2 separate regions of the Triticum aestivum genome follow, and region 2 is linked to region 1. The links are chromatin contacts, called in public Hi-C maps. All regions are on one chromosome and are shown on one strand. The core of a region is the stretch at or near the end of the contact, and the rest is flanking DNA. Distances in the headings are between cores, read along the strand shown. Region 1 holds the start of LOC123102534 (membrane magnesium transporter). Region 2 holds the start of LOC123102537 (protein MODIFIER OF SNC1 1).

Region 1 (5,645 bases), core at 2,581-5,080:
GAACAACTATTCGTGTGAAGCGAACGGAGAAAGATCGGTTTTGTGGGGGAAAGAAACTACAGTTGTAATGCAACTACGCAATAATATATATCTTGGCCAAGGCACAATGAGATCAAGATAAATCGACCCAGCTTCTCCAGATTTACAGCGTTTTTGGTTCTGTTGTGTCCGTAACTTCCTGATGGAGCGGCGTGTGATGTCTCTCCGGACTGTGGCTTCAGGCTTTCAGGGTGTGTGACTTTGTACCCACCATTTGTGAAAAAAAAATGCAGCTCTACCTTAGCAAGAAAGAAGAAGATGCCTTAAAATGTTTGATTGTACGCGAGATTGTAAATATCCATATTTTTTCTATGAATTTGGTCAAACTTAAAAGACAACTTAAGATGCACTCTGCTACATTAACTGTGACGGTTTGGGATCCTCTGCAGTAGCGCACCTTGCAATACAGTTATGTTATCGGTTGGTAACATTGACACTCTTATCCACAAACTGGCATACAAAATGTCGGAGATACTCTTGGGGTTTGCAGTGATGAATGCATGTTTCCTGCCTAGGATGGCATTGCGGTATCCCATAGGGGGCATAGGCAGGCACCATGGTTGTTTGGTTGTAGCCTCGTTAAGGTTTAGTTTCTGGTTGCTAAGTTGTGTTGTGATGTGCTTATTTCTAATCTACTGTGGAAAAGTTAATATTAAAATGGGCAAAAGTGAGTCCAACAAAATTATGATAGAGAAAAAACCGGGATTATGAGAATCTACAATGCCACCAAATGCAACCTGAGTGTTAGGGATGCTTGGCAAGGAGACCGGGGCCTTCATGTGGAAGTAAGGGAGAGTGGCATATGAAGAGAAGAGGGGAAAATAAGGTCAATGAATACACTCACGTGTGGGAGCAGAGAGAACGATAAAACGTTGGTAGAAGAAAGGAAGTGGGGACGTAAGAAAATTTTGGCACCCTGTTAGTGTGTTGGGTAATTGTGTGGTTTTTTATAATGGTTTGTCTAAGTGAAAATTAAACAAAGATTTTTTTCTAACCAAGTTGAATATGATCTATGGTCATCAACAAATGTTTTGGACAAAAGAGCATATACATAACTTCTTCTATTGCTCTTTCCACCTAGGTGATTCCCTGGTCCGATGGTTCTAAAATCATAGGAATGTAAAAAGATAGTGTTATGAATCGCCGAATCCTTAAGATGTTTGGTTGCATAAAAATAACATGTGATTTATAAGCTGCTACCTTGCACGTAAAAAAACAAAAAACAAAAACAGAGTGGCCCCATTTATAAGGGAAATCAGGCCGCACACATCACACGATTGATCAAGGGACAACCGCGTAAAAAACTCCACAACCATGCCAACAACCATGCCAACAACAGCCAACTCGAACCCCACTACCAACATGTCCACAACCCGGAGATGTGTGAGCGAGCTCTTCGCAGATGCCTTCAAGAAGCATCGTCGATGGTATCCTTTGATCCCCATCGAACCACCCAGAGCCACCCACACCAGCCAACAACAGCCAACTCGAACCCCATTACCAGCATGTCCACAACCCGGAGATGTGTGAGCGAGCTCTTCGCAGATGCCTTCAAGAAGCATCGTCGATGGTATCCTTCGATCCCCATCGAACCACCCAGAGCTATCCACACCAGCCCCCACCGGGCCTTGGGATAAGGCCAGCCACACCAACAACCTCCACGGCAACCCTCGAACCAACAAGCCGCAGTCTAGTGAAAAGGAGGAACTCTTCAGCGACAACTCCAAGAAGCATCGTCGCCGGTGTTCTTCGACCCCCGTCGAACCAAGACTTTCGCCTAGAGCCTAAGCACCTCCACCTACTAGAGCCTCGGGGAAGGAGCTTATCAATGGCCAATAAAGAGCAAAAGCCCGCTGCACTAGCATAAGAAGACCATGACTGCCGGATCTGAGAGCATGTTGATCGAGCCACAACAACACCATGGAGACGTGCACGCGCCGACGCACATCACCCCGCCACCACCATGTGTGAACTCACCACACCGCCAACAGCAACACGTAGCCGCGTGATAACCCACAAGTATAGGGGATCGTTTGTAGCCTTCTTCGATAAATAAGAGTGTTGAACCCAACGAGGAGCTAAAGGTAGAACAAATATTTCCTCAAGTTATATCGACCACCGATACAACTCTACACACACTTGACGTTTGCTTTACCTTGAACAAGAATAAAATTAGAAGTACTTTGCGAGAATATAACTTGAAATAAATTGCAAGGTAATGAAAGTAGATAGCCTTTTGTAACACAAGAGAAGGATTTGTCCCTAGGCAATCGACTACGTTACTAGACCGATAGCAAGTTTTTTATGTGGGAGAGGCCACTGCTAGCATGTCATCCCTTACTTGAAAATCTATGCACTTATGATTGAAACTCCAGCAAGCATCTACAACTACTATCGTTCATTAAGGTAAAACCCAACCATATATAGCCTTAAGATATATTGGTCCCCCTCCAATCCCGTATGCATCAATTTCTATGCTAGGCTGAAGCTGCTGTCACCCTGGCCCTCCAATACATAGTCCTATCAACATACAACTAAACCTATTGTGTGATCCACACACACGCTCATATGATGGGCACCAAAGGACAACAACATAACCACAAGTAATTTAAACCAAACATAGCAATTTCACCGAACAACTCATAGAACAAAACAGATCTACTCAAACATTATAGGATAACCACATATCATCGGATAATAATATATAGTGTTGAGCACCTATTTAAGTAGAGAAATACAGCGGGAATAGAGAGGTTACACTGCTGCATAGAGGGGGAGAAAGTTGGTGTTGACGGTAGCAAGATTGTTGATGTATATCGTCGTCCCGATCCTTGCCCCGGCGGCACTCCGGCGCCACCGGGAGAGAGGGGGAGAGCCCCCTTCCTTCTTCTTCTTCCTTGACCTCCTCCCTAGATGGGCGGAGGGTTTCCCCTCTGGTCCATGCCCTCCATGACGGCGGAGGGGCGAGAGCCCCTCCGAGATTGGATCTGTCTCCCTGTTCTCTTCTGTTTCACGCTCCTGTTTTCTGGCCGAAAACCGTTTCTTATATTTCCGGAGATCCGTAACTCCGATTGCGCTGAGATTTTAACACGATTTTTTCCGGATATAAGCTTCCTTGCGCTCGAAGTAGAGATCCAACCGACGTACGAGGTGAGCACAACCCAGTTGGGCGTGCCCTGGTGTCTTGTGGGGGCTGTGGGCCTCCATTTGCGTTGATTCCAAGTCTAAAAAATCACATATATTCCAAAATAATTCCTCGTAAAATTTTATTGCATTTGGACTTCGTTTGATATGGATATTCCGCGAAACAAAAAACATGCAAAAAACAGGAAGTGGCAATGGGCACTGGAATAAATCATATAAAATATTGCCCAAAATATGTGAAAGTTATATAATCAAAAACTATAGATACGACAGAGACGTATCATCGCGCCATCACTGAGGCCAACAACGCCACCTGCACAGATCCGGAGAGGGAGTAACACGCCAGGCATAACCAGAACACATGACCACTCACACCACGCGGATGCACACAATCCAGGTTGCCTAGCGGCTCCAATTGGCACCACGCCGACGTAACTTCCTCGTTAACCTTTAACCACAACGAGATTCAAATGCCTTGTTTTTCAGATCTTTTTCCATGTCCAACAACAAACTACACTCACAAGCAAATTCCGGATAGCAAATCCTAACTTAAATCCATGAAAAAATCCCACAAAAAAATTACAGCGACCGACATGTGGGGCCGTCGTGTCAGCTCCGAGGAGGTCACAAGGACTTGGCTTCTCGCCGCACAACCATAGCCGTCCCCTGCCCCACCTGTCTGTCAGCTTGCATCGTCAGCGTGAACAGCACAACAGAACACCGCACCGGATCGAGCAGCCGGATTCGAGAATCGAGATCGGGGAAGCAGCAGTCTCAGCGGAAGCGCAAAGGAAGGAGAGGGCGGCCGGAGAAGCAGCTCGCCTGGCCTTGCGTCGCCTCGCCATGGGGATCGGCTACGTCATCGGCATCCTCGGCGGCGCCCTCCTCGCCCACGCCGCCTACGCCACCATCCAATGTAACACCGCGCTCCTACTCCTTACGCGTGATTTTCGATTTTGTGACTGGCGGGTGGCGCAAAACTCCGTAGAGGGTTTCCGATTCCCGGCGCCGCGCGCTCAGATCCTCGGCCGACGGACCCTGGTTCTCGAGCTGCCCCGTCGTTGGTTATACTGCTAGTGTTCAGATCTAGGTCGCGATTTGAATTGACCTGTGTGCTGATCCCGTTTAGATTTGGGACAGCCGAGCTTTCCAGAATCATGACAGAGCTCGAAGTTTACGATGAAGGTTGCTGCTGGGGTTGGTCGCTAGGTTCCAGGATCTGATTGTGTTTTGTTGTTGTTGCTGCAGATCGTGCGGTGCTGAAGATCACGGAAGAGGAGTTCTCGCGGCCGCCAGTGGATGTACGTGCACTTCCTCCTTCTGGAAGTAACACTCAGATTCTGCTGCGTAGTCTTGCTTTCTAAGTACTATATTTGACTAGCTTGGGAGTCGTAGTTTCGCGCAATATGTTGGGCTCGTAATTATGTAGGTGTAACCATGATTTGTACAGTAGTAACAAAATGCCCAATAGATAATTTTTTCTGTGGTGGCTGCTTCTGATTTAGTACAATTCTATGTAAAAAGGCCATTTATTAGCACTAATAATTCGGGCATGTTATCCCCAGAAAATTGCAGAAGCTTATACCTCAGCTTAAGCCTGTTGTTTACGTTGCATAACCTGTGCTTTCTGTTGTGCAGGTGATGATGCAGCTGCTCCTGGGGCTTGCCTTATGCATGTGGGCAGGTGTCTCTGTTCCAGCAAAGTTCCTTTCGGTGCTCCCCCATTCCGAGGAGAATAGGTAAAGCCTATTTCACTATTTGGAGCTCCTTGTTAACTAATCTTGAATTTTTATCTGGGGTCGTGGCGTATAGTCGTAGATTGGATACAGAGGTTAAGTAAGCTTAGAAACTCAGCTGTAGTTTTCTTCTATAGTTCGCGATTGACAAATTATGGAACCAGAACCGACGAAATGGATTTACGGGAAATGTGACCACGTACCTTTACAGTTTTGCATGATGAGTTGTTTTCCTTGTTAAATAGCATGAAGTTAACTGTTATGTCCTTCCAGGGCAACCTGTTACATGATCATGTGTATTTTATAAACATCCTCAGTAACATGCTTTTGTAATACGGGCATATAGTACGGCTGAAAGAGAGATGTAATACTTGAAAGGAGATACACAATTACACGCACACAACAGTACACCATGTTCACATTTATGCATTAGTGCGCAGTAGAAATACTAATAAAGGCTGCATGATGCTTAATATTTGAAACCGCACATATTCAGGCAAACATAAATGTTAGTCATTCACTAGTCAGACATGGGATCCTATGATGCATAGACTCTTGATTCTCGACCGTGTAAGCACCTCTGAATTCGATGCAGTGACGGCACTTGTTAGCTTGAGTTGAAGATGGCAGTCTCGTTTCTGAGCTATGTTAGACCTTTGAAAATGAGTACCTTACATTTGCTTGGATAGAGCATAAGAGTGTTATTTTTCATATTTGAGTTTGGTA
Region 2 (5,691 bases), core at 80-2,579, 290 kb before region 1:
TTGCACTACATTAGTCTCCCAACACAGGTCATCTCTCTCACCGTTCCCCTTCTTCGCCCCCTCCCTCCAGATTTCGTTGTAGCTTTCATATAAAAGAGACTAGATCATGCATAAGAAGAGCATATTCACATTTCATTGATGCGTGCGCATCAGCGGTGAGCTTTTGTGCTACTTTTACTTCATAGTGATGACTAATACTACAAATGTTGGCAAATGCTCTACTTTATTTTGTGACGCACTTAGTTCATATCTCTAGATTTTGTTTAGATATAATTTCAACAAATGTACCTGGAATTATTTGTGTTCGTAGCAGATACTTTTTTTTCTATTGGCTGAAATTTTGTTTAGATATTTGTTGTGATGTGTAAAAGTATTGTTGCCCTAATGTTGTTTATGTCTGAAACTACCATATGCTCCCTGTTTCAGGAACGAAATAACCAAACTTGTAGGATTCTCTTGGCAACGTTGTGTCTTTGTCGGTGAAATTAGAGAAGACTGCAAAAATGAACAGATAAGGAATTAACATGTTTTCTTTATATTTCATATCATGATGTCTATGTGGTGCATATCGTACTTTATAATCTTAAAACTTAGTAACTTGTGTTTAAATATTTTTTCCCGAGAAACTTGTGTTTAAATCAGAAGAGATAAAGTATTGCAAAGCTACATTTAGTTTATTTGCAGCTAGCTGCGCCAACCATAACCTTGAATTCATTGTCTCGCATGCTTGGGTGAGGCAATGCTCCCTGTCCAGTCTAGGGACATGTCTCAAATAGGTTGAGTTCACATATTTTCTTGTTGACAAGTTTTTTCTCTCCACATTTTGCAGGTTTATATCAGGTGCATTCAGCCAAGTCAAAACAAGACACAAGCAAATCATTTATCAATAAACAAAGCCAACATATCAGCAACACAAAACAAGATTAATGCACACAACCAACATTACAACGCAAAGAAGGGCTCTCACGAGGCTCGCAATGGCGGCCCCAATTAGTGATACACCACTGATCACGAGGGAGGACAAAAGAAAAAAGAAAAAGGGCATCGACCACGCGTAGGGTCATCCGGTGACGAACCGTGTACACTTGTGGCAATCTTGGCTCGCACGAAACGTCGACGTCGCGGCGCCCGACCTGGCCACCCAAATCCAAGCACGCAACTCCCCGCTGGGATTCCCTGCGCCGGACGGGCGCAGCACCCCGTCAGAGCCCACCACTCGTACGACTCCACGCGTCCCCGGGCACCCGCACGAGCCCACCCATCCCCCGCACCGCCACGCGTCCCCTCCGCCTCCCCTTTATACCGCTCTCACGAACGCCTCTCCAACCTTCTCTTCTCTCTCTCTCCTCCGTCCCCTTCCCTCCTCCCATCTGACGCGCGGGGCCCACCCGTCAATCTCCGTCGCCCTCCCCCGCCGCCGCCGCTCGCCGGACGGCAGGGCCCGGCCGCGAGGGTTCCCGCGGATTCTCCACGCCTGCCTCCCGCCTCTTCCGCCGCAGCCGTCGCCGATCCGGGCCGATCGCGGCGTCCGTCCGTCTCTAGGGTTTCGCTCCTCGCGGCCCCTCCGAGGCCGTCCGAGAGATCCCGATCTCCCTGGCCTGGACGCGCCAGGCTCACGTCCCGGCGATCGGCGACGCTCGATTCGGACCCCCGGCGAGGGGCGCAAGCTCGCGGGGAGGGGCCATGGCCTCGAGCCTGCTCACCACAGACAAGAGGTGCGAGATGCCTATCCCCCTCGCGCGCGCGACGCGATTTCCTCTCCCTCGTCGTTTTGAATTTCGTCCGCGACTGGATGCGCAGGGCCTTTGCATTGTTGCGCGTGGTGATTCTGGCGACGCTTGCTATTTTTGTTTTAAAATTGCAAATATCAGTTTTTTTTCTAATCATCGATTTGTAGTAGTGCTTGGCGGGTGGTAGTATTTAGCTTTGGTGTCGTTCGAATGCTAGTTTCCGGATCGGAAGCATGACAGGCAGAGTGCATTTCTAGGTTGTCTGGTTCAATTCTATGCTGTTCGACGGTTAAGCAATCCAGTTGTGTGGTATGGTATCTGCGCGGCAGCGTCATGGCACCAGATGGTCGCAGATGAGCCCGTGCTCTTCTTTCAACCAAGCAAATATGTATTTATAGCTGATATGCTTCGTTTCCTCTCAGTGTATTTATCAAATCCTTTTAACGGCAGAAAGTCAGTTATCTGCTTTCTCTTAAAGAACTGTCTTTTGTCCAAGGGCAGACTGCTCAGGTTTTTGTTAATTCAGTCAGTGAACCTTGATGAATGATTCGGCAGAGTATGTATTTAGTGTATTGAACAAATTTTTTATCAAAAGATGCAAGTCCAGGCTCATATCACGTTTCATCTTGGCCCATCAGCAGACAGGAGTGCCCGAGCCTTTTTTGGGCCGTTTTCACCTTCCTATTTGTAAGCCCGTGTTTTATTGGTTAAGTGGTATTTGAACAAAAAGTTTTGAATCCTTTCGATAGCATACTGTCAAGGAGCATTTGGCATAACTCTGCACACTTCCATCTCTCAGCCATAATCATTCGGAAACACTAAAAATCCGATGGCAAATCTGACGTTTTTCATGTCAATTTACATTGGTGTGATAACGGCAAATTTAGTTTGCAAGCCCTGCAATTTCTGACACAAAAATGAACTGAGGCGGATTTGCCATACTCGCCAACTAAACTTGCCATCCTCGGAGAACATAATTTGCTATGAAAAATGTTTGATTTGCCTAAAAAAACAATTTGACGTCAGATTTGTAGTGGAGTCCTAATTATTTCTGTGTATTAAATTTGTTAAATGCTTTATGTACTGATTTGCAATGCCATTTGATAGAATATTTGTAGTTCTCTTCCTATAGATGGATGATTAAGCTCCATTCATTTATCCTTCTGAGACTCAATATTTATATTGATATGCAATATGTTTTTAAGACTATGCCCACATAATCAGGTTAACGCGCTTAATAATTGTTGCTTAGTTATAGCACTGCTGCTGATGTACTATGTGTGTACTTTATTATTCTGTACTGCTTTCTGCAGATGGGCTGCTCCTACAAGGAAATCTGGCATGACTGTTCTTGGAAAAATCCCAAAGCCCATTAATTTGCCAAGTCAGAGGTAACAGTTTTTGTATTGGACATTGTAAGCGAAATCTTATCTTTGTATACTTCTATGTGAACTGATTTAGTAGTTCTCATGAAGGTTGGAAAATCAAGGTCTTGACCCCAAGGTGGAAATCGTTCCAAAGTGAGTTCCCACACTCATTGTTATACCACACTTTTTTTATCCATTCTTTTCGTGATCTGATGCTACTCATTCAGAGTTCTCAATAGTTTTCAACAATTTCTAGTGATGAGGTTATCATTTTGATTTTAGGGGCACCCTCACATGGGGCAGCAAACCAGGACCTACAACACCAAATGCATGGAATTCCTCGTCACTTCTATCTCCCAAGAAGGATGGAAATTCTGGTGCACCAAGCCAATTCAATGGCCGCCCCTCTTCCGGTGGAGGTTCAAGGCCCTCAACAGCTGGAAGTGAATCTCTTGACTCTCCTAATGCTTGGGGTCCAAATTCTCGGCCGTCCTCAGCTTCTGGCACATTACCATCACAAAATGTACCAGTGGTCACAAATCGTCCTCGAAGTGCAGAGACAAGACCAGGAAGCTCACAGCTTTCTCGGTTTGCAGATAACCCCTCAGATAATATGAATGTATCGATAAGGACTGTTGACAGATCGGTAATTCACAATACTTACTTTATATGGCTTGGGCGTCAGCAATCGGAGCCTACTTAATAATATGTTTGTTCTTAACTATGTAGGGATCTTCACATGGGCATGCGTTTACTCTAAGTACCGGTGATTTCCCAACACTTGGTTCTGAGAAAATCTCTGAATCAAACAGTCAACGAGGTAATCTGCACGCAAAATGTATTATACATATTTTTTGTTACAGGCCATGACTTCTTACTGAATATTTGGAATTCTTGATTGTATTGATCATATGGTATGCTGATATATGCCATATCTGCTAGATTTATTTCCGCAAATCTCAGTTCTTTGTTCTGACTGATCTGATTTCAAATTCAAATGACGTATATTCAGTTGATATACGAGATAATTTCTCCTAACAGTTCAGCCTTTTATTCTAGGTCATAGTTCAAAAGGGCGCCCAACTTCTAGTTCTGGCAAAGATGGAACCCAAAATGATACGGGGAAGAGCCTACCTGCTGGTATTTAATTTCACCGTTTTATACTTGCTAATGTCCTTACCGTCTTGCTGTTGCATGTATATATTTATTATGGTCTGACCACTTAATGGGATACCGTTTCTGTGTTTTAGGATCTGGCGAAGTAGTTCGACCACCTAATAATCAACCAGCAGATATCATGAAGACAGATCAGCAGGCACATGATGGAAGTGCTCCCTTTCCTGCCACAGGTCCTCCAAATGATGCTCAGCAGCCACAGCCATACCCTCCTAACTACTGTATGCCCCCTCCGCAGTTTGATTCATGGCGTGCACCTCCTGGCCACCCACCTGAGGGAATGTGGCATAGAGGACCAGGTGGCCCATACAGACCAGTTGGTCCCTCTAGCAATTTCCCTGTGGAACCATTCCCTTATTATGGTCAGTTCCCACCCAACTCAGAAGCAGCAGCAAGGCAGGGCTCAGGGCATGGTGGATATCACTCGAAAAATGCCGATGCATATCATTCTATGACTCCTAATTCGTATGTTATGAATCAGCCTGTTATTCCAGTCAGGCCAGTTTACCAGGGCCCAATCCCTTATGATGGATATTATGCTCCTCAACGGCCAAATTTCAATAATGCCAATGTAAGAGATTCACCATTCCTTGGAGGCCCTCATCAACCAGGAATATTGAATCAATTTCCCAATCAGAATGAGAAATTCCAGCCTGGACATTCTCCGAGCAGAGCAGTCAAACACGAAGCAAGTCCCAAGGAGCTCTCCGAATCTGATAGAGTACAGTTGATCTGTCGAGGACAAACTAGGATTTTGCATGATAACCCTGATCGTTTAGTGGGTCCTGGTGAAGTTGAAAGGAAGAGTCAGCCTGCACCACCACTTCTTCCACATCCAGATGGAAATCGAAACGATGTAAACACAAAGGCAGATACAAGGAATACCCCTAGTGAAAGGAACATGGTGCTTATGAAGTCAGTGCATGATAACAGAGGTCCTAATCGTACAAGCCATTCGTCTGTTTTGGAAAATGCACATTCCCATCCCAGGGAAACTGATGATGGTGCCCACCTGAAAAAGTTGAAGGAGGATAATCTTCCGCTTGATCAGCAACCTATCATTAAGAAGAATGCAGCTTTGATAGAGAAAATAGGGAGTTTGAACAACAAAGCTAGAAATGTTGATGCACGTAATGTTGCAGAAGCATTTTCAAACAAGGAAATCAAAGAGAAGCAGCTAAAAAATGCTGATTCAAAAGCAGACCGGGTGATAAAAGATGTTCCATGTACTCCTGCTATCACTGCTTTTGCTTCTGCTTCTGGTCAGGCAGGATGTGTTTCTCCTCGTTCTCCTGTGGTACAGAAACTGCAGAAGGGACCTAATGATGGCGGGGTTGTTGGACCGCTACACTCACATTTTGCTGAAGCCAGCAAGTCTGGAAAGCTGGGTGTATCAACTCATGATCGCACACATAGGC

The links. Hi-C and Micro-C count contacts between places; a contact is called where the count stands out from the background.
Region 2: a Hi-C map of leaf shows a contact between it and region 1, with 6 times the contacts expected there. The contact joins the promoter of LOC123102537 here to the promoter of LOC123102534 in region 1. A contact is called at or near these places in 2 of 5 Hi-C or Micro-C datasets (both in leaf).

What each region holds. Positions count from the first base shown.
Region 1 is chr5A:111,784,063-111,789,707 of IWGSC CS RefSeq v2.1, reverse strand. LOC123102534 (membrane magnesium transporter) reads left to right here and starts at 3,830. Exons shown (of 4, transcript XM_044523923.1): 1 at 3,830-4,099; 2 at 4,432-4,484; 3 at 4,822-4,922. The coding sequence starts at 4,027. LOC123102535 (ATP-citrate synthase alpha chain protein 3) reads left to right here. Exons shown (of 11, transcript XM_044523924.1): 11 at 1-139.
Region 2 is chr5A:112,075,994-112,081,684 of IWGSC CS RefSeq v2.1, reverse strand. It overlaps LOC123102537 (protein MODIFIER OF SNC1 1), which reads left to right and starts at 1,329. Exons shown (of 9, transcript XM_044523927.1): 1 at 1,329-1,715; 2 at 3,044-3,121; 3 at 3,206-3,250; 4 at 3,380-3,743; 5 at 3,827-3,917; 6 at 4,157-4,237; 7 at 4,348-5,691. The coding sequence starts at 1,684. LOC123102538 (a long non-coding RNA gene) reads left to right here. Exons shown (of 5, transcript XR_006449025.1): 4 at 1-27; 5 at 427-517.